Regions from separate parts of the Mus musculus genome. Here all the other regions are linked to region 1. The links are chromatin contacts, called in public Hi-C and HiChIP or PLAC-seq maps. All regions are on one chromosome and are shown on one strand. The core of a region is the stretch at or near the end of the contact, and the rest is flanking DNA. Distances in the headings are between cores, read along the strand shown.

Region 1 (2,748 bases), core at 19-2,518:
AACATCTAAGGCTGAAAGCAAATTTTTGTTTTTTGGATAGGATGGATATTTTCTGCCCCTTGAGAAGTCTATAGCTTTCACAGCCTCAAAAGGGATCTTGTGCTATATACTTGTGATGTCAAGGGTGTACACCTAACATCTCAGCGATCTCAGTAACCTGGATGTTGAAGCAGGAAAACCATGCTAACCTCTGGAAATACAGTTTCAGGCCATGTCAGCTGCCTCTTAATAGACGTAAACAACATTGCTCTCAAACTATTAAGTTATTTCGTCCTCTCCCTTGCCTTTAACCACCCTTTCCACATAGTCAACCACTCCCTAATCCACCCACAGCTCATACCAGAGGATAATGAGACCGCAAAGGAACACGAGAATGCAAGATTCAAAGAAATGCTGAGAATGAGGACAAGAAGAGACTGTACTGTAAACATTTATGTCCAGTTTAGCCCTCCTTGAACCTGGGGCAGGCTCCTGGCAAGGTCAGGGAAAAACTCGGAAAGAACTGAGTGAAATAAAGGCTGTGTGTGCAAAACCGCTGGCTGCTAGTGGCGCAGGAGAGGAGCAGCCAGTTCGTGGGTGGGGATGGGAGAGAATAGGAGAGAAACCACAGCACCTCAGTGTCTCTGGCAGCCGCTGGAATCAGACTCTGCTCAGTTCATACACCAGGAGCCAGAAACCCTGCCCAGCAGCCACGGCGCCTTTGACGGACAGCCACCTTCTGCAATGGCTTTCCAGTTCACTATAAACATTCTTAGTCCTCCCGCCTCCCGCTGCCCTCAACCATTCCAGGGAATGGGCGGGATCGTCCTTCGTGATTTACACTTTTTTTTTTTTAAAGAAGAAGAGGGTAGACCGGGCGGGTTCCACCTAAGGGAAAAAAAAAAACTGGGGGGGTGGATCCCCTATGACCGGCATGAAGATCTACCAATGGAGTGCCTCGCTCGTCCTAAGGCCCGCCCGCCGAGGAGGCGGGGCTCCCGCAGACTCGGCCAATGGCGGCGAGGCGGACGGAGGTTGAGCCGCCGTGGGTAGGGTTAGTGTGAGAGGTGCGGCGGGGGAGGTAATGATGGTGGTGGCGGCCGAGGGAGGCGGGGGAGGGGGATCTGGGCGCTGAACCGCGGCTCTGGCAGGGCTCGCTCGGGCGGGCGGGCCGGAGGGGGACGGTCGCTGGGCGCTCTGCCGGGGAGGGGGCGCTGCTCCGGGAGGGGGCGGGCGTCGTCCGCCCGGGAAGCTGCAGACCCCGGCTCCCGCAAACGAGCACCGCGCCGGGCTTCGCTGTTCCACGCGGCTCCAGCAGGGATGGAGGACTCGGTGGCGGTAGCTGCTTCTGAGGCGGCGGCGACCGAGGAGCGGCTCTAAGGAGGGGACAGCGGGATTAGAGGTGTGAGGAGGGCTTGGAGTGGACGAGCGGAGGGGCCGGGGTTCGGGGACCGAGGCTGGGGTCTAACAGCAAGGCTTGGGTGACAGGGACCGCAGCTGGCAACGCCTGTCTCTGCGGAGAGACAGGGGTCTGCACTCGGTGCGTGAGGAGGCGAGGCTCAGGCCGGCTGCCCCTGATGGGGGAGGGAGGCACCGCACCTCGCACTGTCCATTGGCCTGGCTGGTCATCGCTTCAAGCCCAGGCAGGAGTTTCCATTCCCCTCCTCCTGGCAGCCAAGGTGAAGGGGAAGCAAAGTGGCCTGGAGCTGGGACCTTGCCCTCTCTCTGCCGTGAGATTTCCCTCCACTGCTAGTTCTCCATCCATTTCCCTCTCCTACAGAACCAGCATTTCTCCCTGCACCCTGGTTGTGCTAAGTACATATTCAGTAGCTCGAGGCTATTCATTATCAGCTGAAAAATAAAGTTTATTTAAAAAATAACTCCTAACTGGTGGTAGATATATCAAACAGCATCCTGACTTTCCCGCCCTGTTCTTCCTTCTGCTATGCTAGGTAGGGAAGGCAGGGCCCGACTGGCATCTCTCAATTGTTGGTTCTGACAACCTGGTGTATTGCCGCCTGTCTTCGGTGTGATTTGTCATTTCTTCCTTAGTATCTTCCATCCTTGATGTTACTGGCTTTTGAGGCCGGGGTTTTGTTTCATTGTTTGAAAACCACGCAGATAGCAGAGGTTGTTTCGGTCTTATCTAACACTTCTCATGCGTCTGTCCTCATATTCTTTCTCTTTCTGTCTGTGTTTTGCTTTTCAGTTCTCCAGAACCCACGTCATATAGTCCCTGAAGTGGAATGATGATGTCTCCATGAGGGAACCTCCTCTCAGTCATCCTGTCCTGTACATCAGCTGTTCTTGACTGGGCCATTGATCTAAGATAGGATTTACCCTGTGAGACAGGGAGAAGACTTATGGACGCCAAGCATCATTTCAAGTTCTAGTTTTTGTTGAAAGTACTGACATACATGCAAGGCTCGTGTGCTTTATCAAAGCTGCTGTGTTGCTAATCCAGAACTGTTCCAGTCTCTTGGCCTATCACCATGGCTTCAGTTTGGAAGCGACTGCAGCGTGTGGGAAAACATGCATCCAAGTTCCAGTTTGTGGCCTCCTACCAGGAGCTGATGGTTGAATGTACAAAGAAATGGTAAGACGTGCTTAGGGGTAGATTAATGTCTTGTTGCCTAACCATCCTGTAGCTTGGACTGTGGGTCTTTTGGTAGCCAGTTTACCTTGCAGTGGTACACAAGTGTGTAGAAGCTGTGGACGGTGCAGATACTCTAACAAGTACTGTGTGTGCACTGTTGTTGCTGGTACTGT
Region 2 (2,700 bases), core at 175-2,674, 270 kb before region 1:
GAAGAACTGAGTTCACATTTTAGTACCAGTGATAATAATGATAATAATAATAATAAATAATAATAAGCCTGGCGTGGCCACAGGAGCCTACCTAAGCATTGTACAGGATGGAGATAGGACCACCCCTGAGGCTTGCTGGTTACTAACTTAGCTTCAAGTTGAGTGAGAGATCCTGTCTTCAAAGAATAAGGACACCTAATGTCCTTCTCTGACCTTGCTGAGTGCGCATACTGGTTCATGCATCAGTATACACATGTGCATATACAGTACACTCAAGCATTCCTGTGTGCGCACACACAAGGACACACATATGCACACACAGACACACACAGACCCAGACATACATGCATGCTCGTGTGCACACAGACATATACAGACACAGACACACATACACATACACACGCATACATATGCACACAGACACACAGACATACAGACATAGTCTCTCTCTCTCTCTCATTACTAAGTAGCTTGTACATTTGAGCCCTGTGGCTTCCTCATCCATGCACTGCTGAATCAGTGAGCGTCTCCTTGTTTCTCCAGGACCAAAAACTGATTTCAAAAACTATTTGCCTGGTATTTTGTAAACCTTTATCATACATGCTGATGAGAACCCGCAGCTTCTCATCTAAGCTTTAAAAATGTAGAAGCCCTGATTCATGGCTTTGTAGAGCTGCAGAGGACTGAAGAAGCTGGGATTGTGTGCTAACAAGCAACTCTCTCATTCTCAGCGTTCCAATTCAGTCCCTTTCTGGAGAAACAGGGCAGTGTATGGGCGGCTTAGCTGGCTCAGAGCCAGCGAGGATGCAAATAGCTTTTTTCAGAACTGCCTTCTTCCCACCCTGCTGGCTGGCCCCATGTCTTCTCTGGCTTCTCAGCTTGTATCTGCTGGATTTCTGCTTTATAAAAACCAGCTATCAGTTTTATTTTAAGGGAGGTGGGGGGGCAGGTGTGGTTGCCAACTCATTGCAAAGCCTGTCTGCTTCCCAGCTTCACCAGTGGCCTCTTGCTCCAGGCCTCTTGGCTGTTTGAAATAGGAAAGGGGTGGGTCTGGGGAGCCCAGAGTTACCCCCACCTAACACTTTTCATTTGTTCTGCATTCTAAGTTTTGGCTGTAAGTCTCATAAGGATGTAACAGCATCTTCCTCATCCTAGAACGTCCAGGGTCTGCCAGGGCAAAGGACTTCAATGAATCTGTAGAACAGAACTATAGGCAAGCTACTGAATATCTCAGTTTGAATTCCAGTTCAAATAGCACTCTGGGTCTTTTTAGACCACCCCTCATACAGTTTTCTCATTTGCAAAGCAGGAAAAGTCACTGTAATCACAACAGTAACATAATACAACAATAATACAACCAGCCATGTGTTGTACAACCCCATTTCAGCCAGTGACAGACATATACAAAAGAGATCCTGATGCCAGCTGCTACTGGGAGGGCTGGAGGGAGGGGTTTCAGGTTCTTTCCTCAAAGAACTGAGCAGAGACAGGCAGTTTATTAAATGACAGTGTGCTCTGATGGAGAAGGAAGAAGACTGGAGCAGAGAAAGGGGTTGGCACCACGGTATAAGAGTGGAAGCTTTTATGTCACACAGTATGGGCTTTCTGGGTCATCTTTTTTTTTTTTTTTTTTTTTTTTTTAAAGATTTATTTATTTATTTATTTATTATATGTAAGTACATTGTAGCTGTCTTCAGACACTCCAGAAGAGGGGGTCAGATCTTGTTACGGATGGTTGTGAGCCACCATGTGGTTGCTGGGATTTGAACTCTGCACCTTCGGAAGAGCAGTCAGGTGCTCTAACCCACTGGGCCATCTCACCAGCCCCTGGGTCATCTTTTTAACATGGACTTTTTTATGCATACTCTGTCACCTGTAATTTTATGCATAATTTCATGACTTACATATCTGATTAGCATCTTAAACCTGTACTCAGGGGTATCTGTTTTTGTATTTAAAAATTTTAAAAATTTGTATATGTGCATGTGTGTGCCCGGGTATACGAATATGTTTGCACACAGGTCTATTGGTCAGAGGACACTTTTGGGGTTGGCTCTTATGTGTCTCCTTTTGTTTCTGTGACTTTGCAGTGCACTCTGGGCTAGCTGTCCTCTCCCATTTCACTAGTGCTAGGATTGTGTGTGCCACCACATCCAGCTTTGGTGATTTCTGGGCATGGAGCTCAGGTCACTAGGCTTTTCCCCCCGGGCCATCTCCCTGGTTATTAACATAGTTTTTTTTGTTTTGCTTTAAGATTTACTTTTATTTTATGTATGTTTTGCCTACATGTGTGCAGACTGTTGTGATCTGCTCTGTAGGTTCTAGGAACTGAATGCTTACCCCCTGCAAGAGCAGCAAGTGCTCTTAGCTGCTGGATCTCCTGTATTACAGAGCCACAGGTCACCTTTGGACGCTCTGCTGTATGGCTGCGTTTACCAATAGCTGGTTTTAGTCAGTCTTGCCAAGGATTTTCCAGCCTTCTTTGTCAATGTGTTTTGTTGTTGTTTTAATATGTTCATTTTGTTAGGCTTTGTGCAAGGTCTTCTGGACTTCTCTCTCTACCCAGTTCTCCCACCTCAGGACATAAGGTTGTAAGACGCTCTGGCTGTCTTAGTTTGCATAGGTGCATTCTATGGTGCTTGCATGCTGGTGAAGTAGTATTTTTCAGGACATCTTCCCTTATAACAACTTGGAGCAGTA
Region 3 (2,801 bases), core at 200-2,699, 300 kb before region 1:
CCATGCCTGTGTGGCCCTGTGCCCACTAGTTGGTGCTCACTGCTTGTGGGTTGGAGTGGTTAGAGGAGGCTTCTGAGACTGGAAGCCCCCTGCAAATAGGGAATGCAGAGTTCATCTCTCTATCGCCATCCCTAGCCCATTCCTAGACACCAGGGGTCAATGAAAAGAAAAAAAGAAATATATAAAGAGGAAAGGAAAGGAGAGGTATGGTAGAGGAAAAGCTTATTGTAGATAAAAGAGAGAGTGAGGCAGACACATCTGGGAGAGTCCAGAGTGGACTGAGCTGGCACATGCAGGGAGATGGGACACCAGGTGAAGCATCTAAGAGGCTAAAGGTACAAATGACGCTGGTGACCCAAATAGCTGGATTATAGTGAAAAACTTCTGTGGGGAAAGACAGCTCAGCCTCTGGGCTGGAGAGCTCAGGGCAGAGGATGGGGTATGCCAGCCAAACCCTGTAACAGGTAGGGACTGAGAGAACAGGGACAGGGAAAGTCTGGAGGCCAGGTCTGCTTTGCTATGTAAATAGACTCCTCAGCCATCTGTCCTGGTTTGAAACCTAACAAGGAGTCATTCAATAAATTCATTTGAAAGGCATAGATGATGGGCATGGAGCTGGGGCTGAGTCTGGAAGGACAGGACTTGTCCGGTGTCTAGGAGAAGGGAGGATCTTGTGCCCAGCACATGGGGCTGGGCTTCCTGCTGTTTGCTGACAACTTGCTTGCAGAAAAGCATTTAATGGCTGGGCTCCTTTTCCAAGTGCTGATTGTGGTCAGCCCATAGCCTTTCAGTCCATCTGGCAGAGGGATACATAGCCTCATCAGCATGCCTTAATCCTATCAGGACACAGAGTCCAGGATCCTGGCATTCCACAGACATGGGAGAGAGGAGGGGCGAGTGGGTGCTGGAGGGGGTTGGGGTGGGGTGGGGGTGGAGCAGTCTGAAGCCCCAGGCCCCTAAGCAGAGCTTGGTGAAGTTTTAGCCCCAGCATCGGGTAACTGAGGATATGGAGGGAGTACAGATTTTTTTTTCTTTCAGGAAATCTGGAGGAATTTGGAGTTCTTTATGGAATGTGGGGATAGTTTGGCTCATTGATTATTTATGCAGGCTTTTCAAACATTTGCATAGAACAAGCTAACCTTTGCAGGGCTGTCAGGTGTGGTGTACCTTGTAATCCCAGCATTTGGAAGACAGAGGCAGGAAGCTTGCCATCAGCTTGAAGCCAGCCTCTCCACACAGCAGGTTCCAGTCCAGTCAGGGCCATGTCAAGATCCTGTCTCAAAGAGAGCTCTGTACATTTTCTAGCAAAAGTGCCAGACTGTCAGTGGGATCCAAATGATTCCACAAATAGTCCTCTTTAGTAAAAAGACGTGGCCATGGGAAGCCTCGGCAGAGCCTCAGGGCCTGCAGCCCACACGACAGCTCCTTCACAGTCCTTGTCCATTTTATTCCTGCAGACATTGGGCTCAGAACGATTTTAGTTCACTACTAAAGAATAAACCCAGTGTGTGAAGGATGTGTACTCATTGGGTCTGGCTGGAACCTTTCCTGTCTGGCTCCCAAATAAAGCTATTTGGATTTACTCCAAGCCTCACAGAGCTGACTGAGCTTAGGGCTGGAAGATCTGCTAGCTGACAACCTCCTTTTCCAGTTGACCAAAATTCCAGGACCATCAGGGACTCTTCAGGGTTATTTCTGGGCACTGGGTGTTAGTACCAGGACACTCCAAGCCTCGGCCTAACAATGTGACCCTTGACCTGCGTTGCCAGGACAACGACCCTCAATCCCACAACCCATTTGGCTCAGTTCCCACCCTCACTGGCATGACATCATTTTCTATATAAATTAGGAAGTCACCTCTTCCTTTCTCTCTTTTTCCTTTTCTCTGCCCTTCTACCTGCTTCGCTGCCCCCAAACCTCTCCCATGTGGAACCACCTTGGTCTGGTCTGCTGTCTGGTCTATCCACTCAAAATATTTCTAGATTAATATTATATGATATTAATTAACATACCACTGGGCAATGGGGTGGTTGATTTTGGATTTTTCCAGTTTCTAGTGTGTCACCCAATGGATGCCAAGAATTACATTAGACATCTTTGGCAAATTGAGAAAATGCTCACAACAGAATTACTGGTGTCAAGACCCTGACAAGAAGCACACAGAGGCATCTAGACTAACATATTAAAACCCACTAAACATGCTAAACAGACTGTAGAGGGTAGCAATCTGCAGTACTGAGTGTTTCAAGATAAGGTCTCTCTGTCCTGGAAATCACTCTGTAGACCTGATTGGCCGAGAACTCAGGATCTGCCTGCCTCTGCCTTCCAAGTTCTTTAAAGGCTTGTGCCACCACTGCCCAGCTTTACTGAATTTAACTTGGTTAAATTTTATTTAAGCTGCAGCTGACCAGTCGCCTTGTTTGGATTGGAGACTGAGGTCCAGCAAAAAGGAGGAGTGGCTTTTAAAGGCAAAAACCACTTTTTTTTTTTTTTTTTTTTGGATGTGCACTTCTGCAGGTGGGAGGTCGTATCTGGGGTCTTTTGCATACCTGGAATTCCTAGTCTTACAGCTTCAGGTTGCTTACAGGGCTGGCCTCAGAACTTTAAGATCTCAGCTATTACAGTGAGGATCATGCACGCTATGTGGAATGCAGGTATGTGTTCTTAGCACTGAGCCTTAGCCCAGAATTGCAAAGAAAGTCAACCTTTTCAGACCTGCCTTCTCCATCAAAAGGTCGTTAGGCAAAACGGGCATCATCATGCTATGCCAGGCCCTAACTACTTAAACAGGATCCCCTTGG

The links. Hi-C and Micro-C count contacts between places; a contact is called where the count stands out from the background. HiChIP or PLAC-seq counts read pairs in DNA pulled down with a chosen protein or histone mark.
Region 2: a contact with region 1 is called in an H3K27ac HiChIP or PLAC-seq map of stem cell-derived neural progenitor cells, with 5 times the contacts expected there. The contact joins the enhancer-like site here to the promoter of Ehbp1 in region 1. A contact is called at or near these places in 1 of 39 promoter capture datasets (embryonic stem cells), 1 of 484 Hi-C or Micro-C datasets (stem cell-derived neurons), 9 of 115 datasets of contacts at active chromatin or transcription factors (embryonic forebrain, embryonic stem cells, forebrain and 2 more) and 1 of 9 other capture datasets (adipose tissue).
Region 3: a Hi-C map of the N1E-115 cell line shows a contact between it and region 1, with 2.2 times the contacts expected there. The contact joins the enhancer-like site here to the promoter of Ehbp1 in region 1. A contact is called at or near these places in 1 of 484 Hi-C or Micro-C datasets (the N1E-115 cell line), 17 of 115 datasets of contacts at active chromatin or transcription factors (astrocytes, craniofacial prominence, embryonic basal ganglia and 9 more) and 3 of 9 other capture datasets (adipose tissue, embryonic stem cells and pancreatic islet).

The regions. Positions count from the first base shown.
Region 1 is chr11:22,285,315-22,288,062 of GRCm38.p6, reverse strand. Ehbp1 (EH domain binding protein 1) reads left to right here and starts at 1,268. Exons shown (of 25, transcript NM_153078.4): 1 at 1,268-1,381; 2 at 2,189-2,575. The coding sequence starts at 2,472.
Region 2 is chr11:22,559,040-22,561,739 of GRCm38.p6, reverse strand. All of the region lies in intron 1 of Gm51939 (a long non-coding RNA gene), which reads left to right. Among named protein-coding and RNA genes, the nearest start is that of Gm51939, 24 kb to the left of the region's middle. Within about 2 kb of position 1,424, at least 77 of the 459 cell types and tissues checked have an H3K27ac peak or open chromatin away from gene starts, as enhancers often do. A contact at or near this core is called in embryonic forebrain, forebrain, neural progenitor cells and 2 more, where this site is marked.
Region 3 is chr11:22,586,724-22,589,524 of GRCm38.p6, reverse strand. No RefSeq gene overlaps it. Among named protein-coding and RNA genes, the nearest start is that of Gm51939, 3.7 kb to the right of the region's middle. Within about 2 kb of position 1,449, at least 94 of the 459 cell types and tissues checked have an H3K27ac peak or open chromatin away from gene starts, as enhancers often do. A contact at or near this core is called in the N1E-115 cell line, adipose tissue, astrocytes and 4 more, where this site is marked.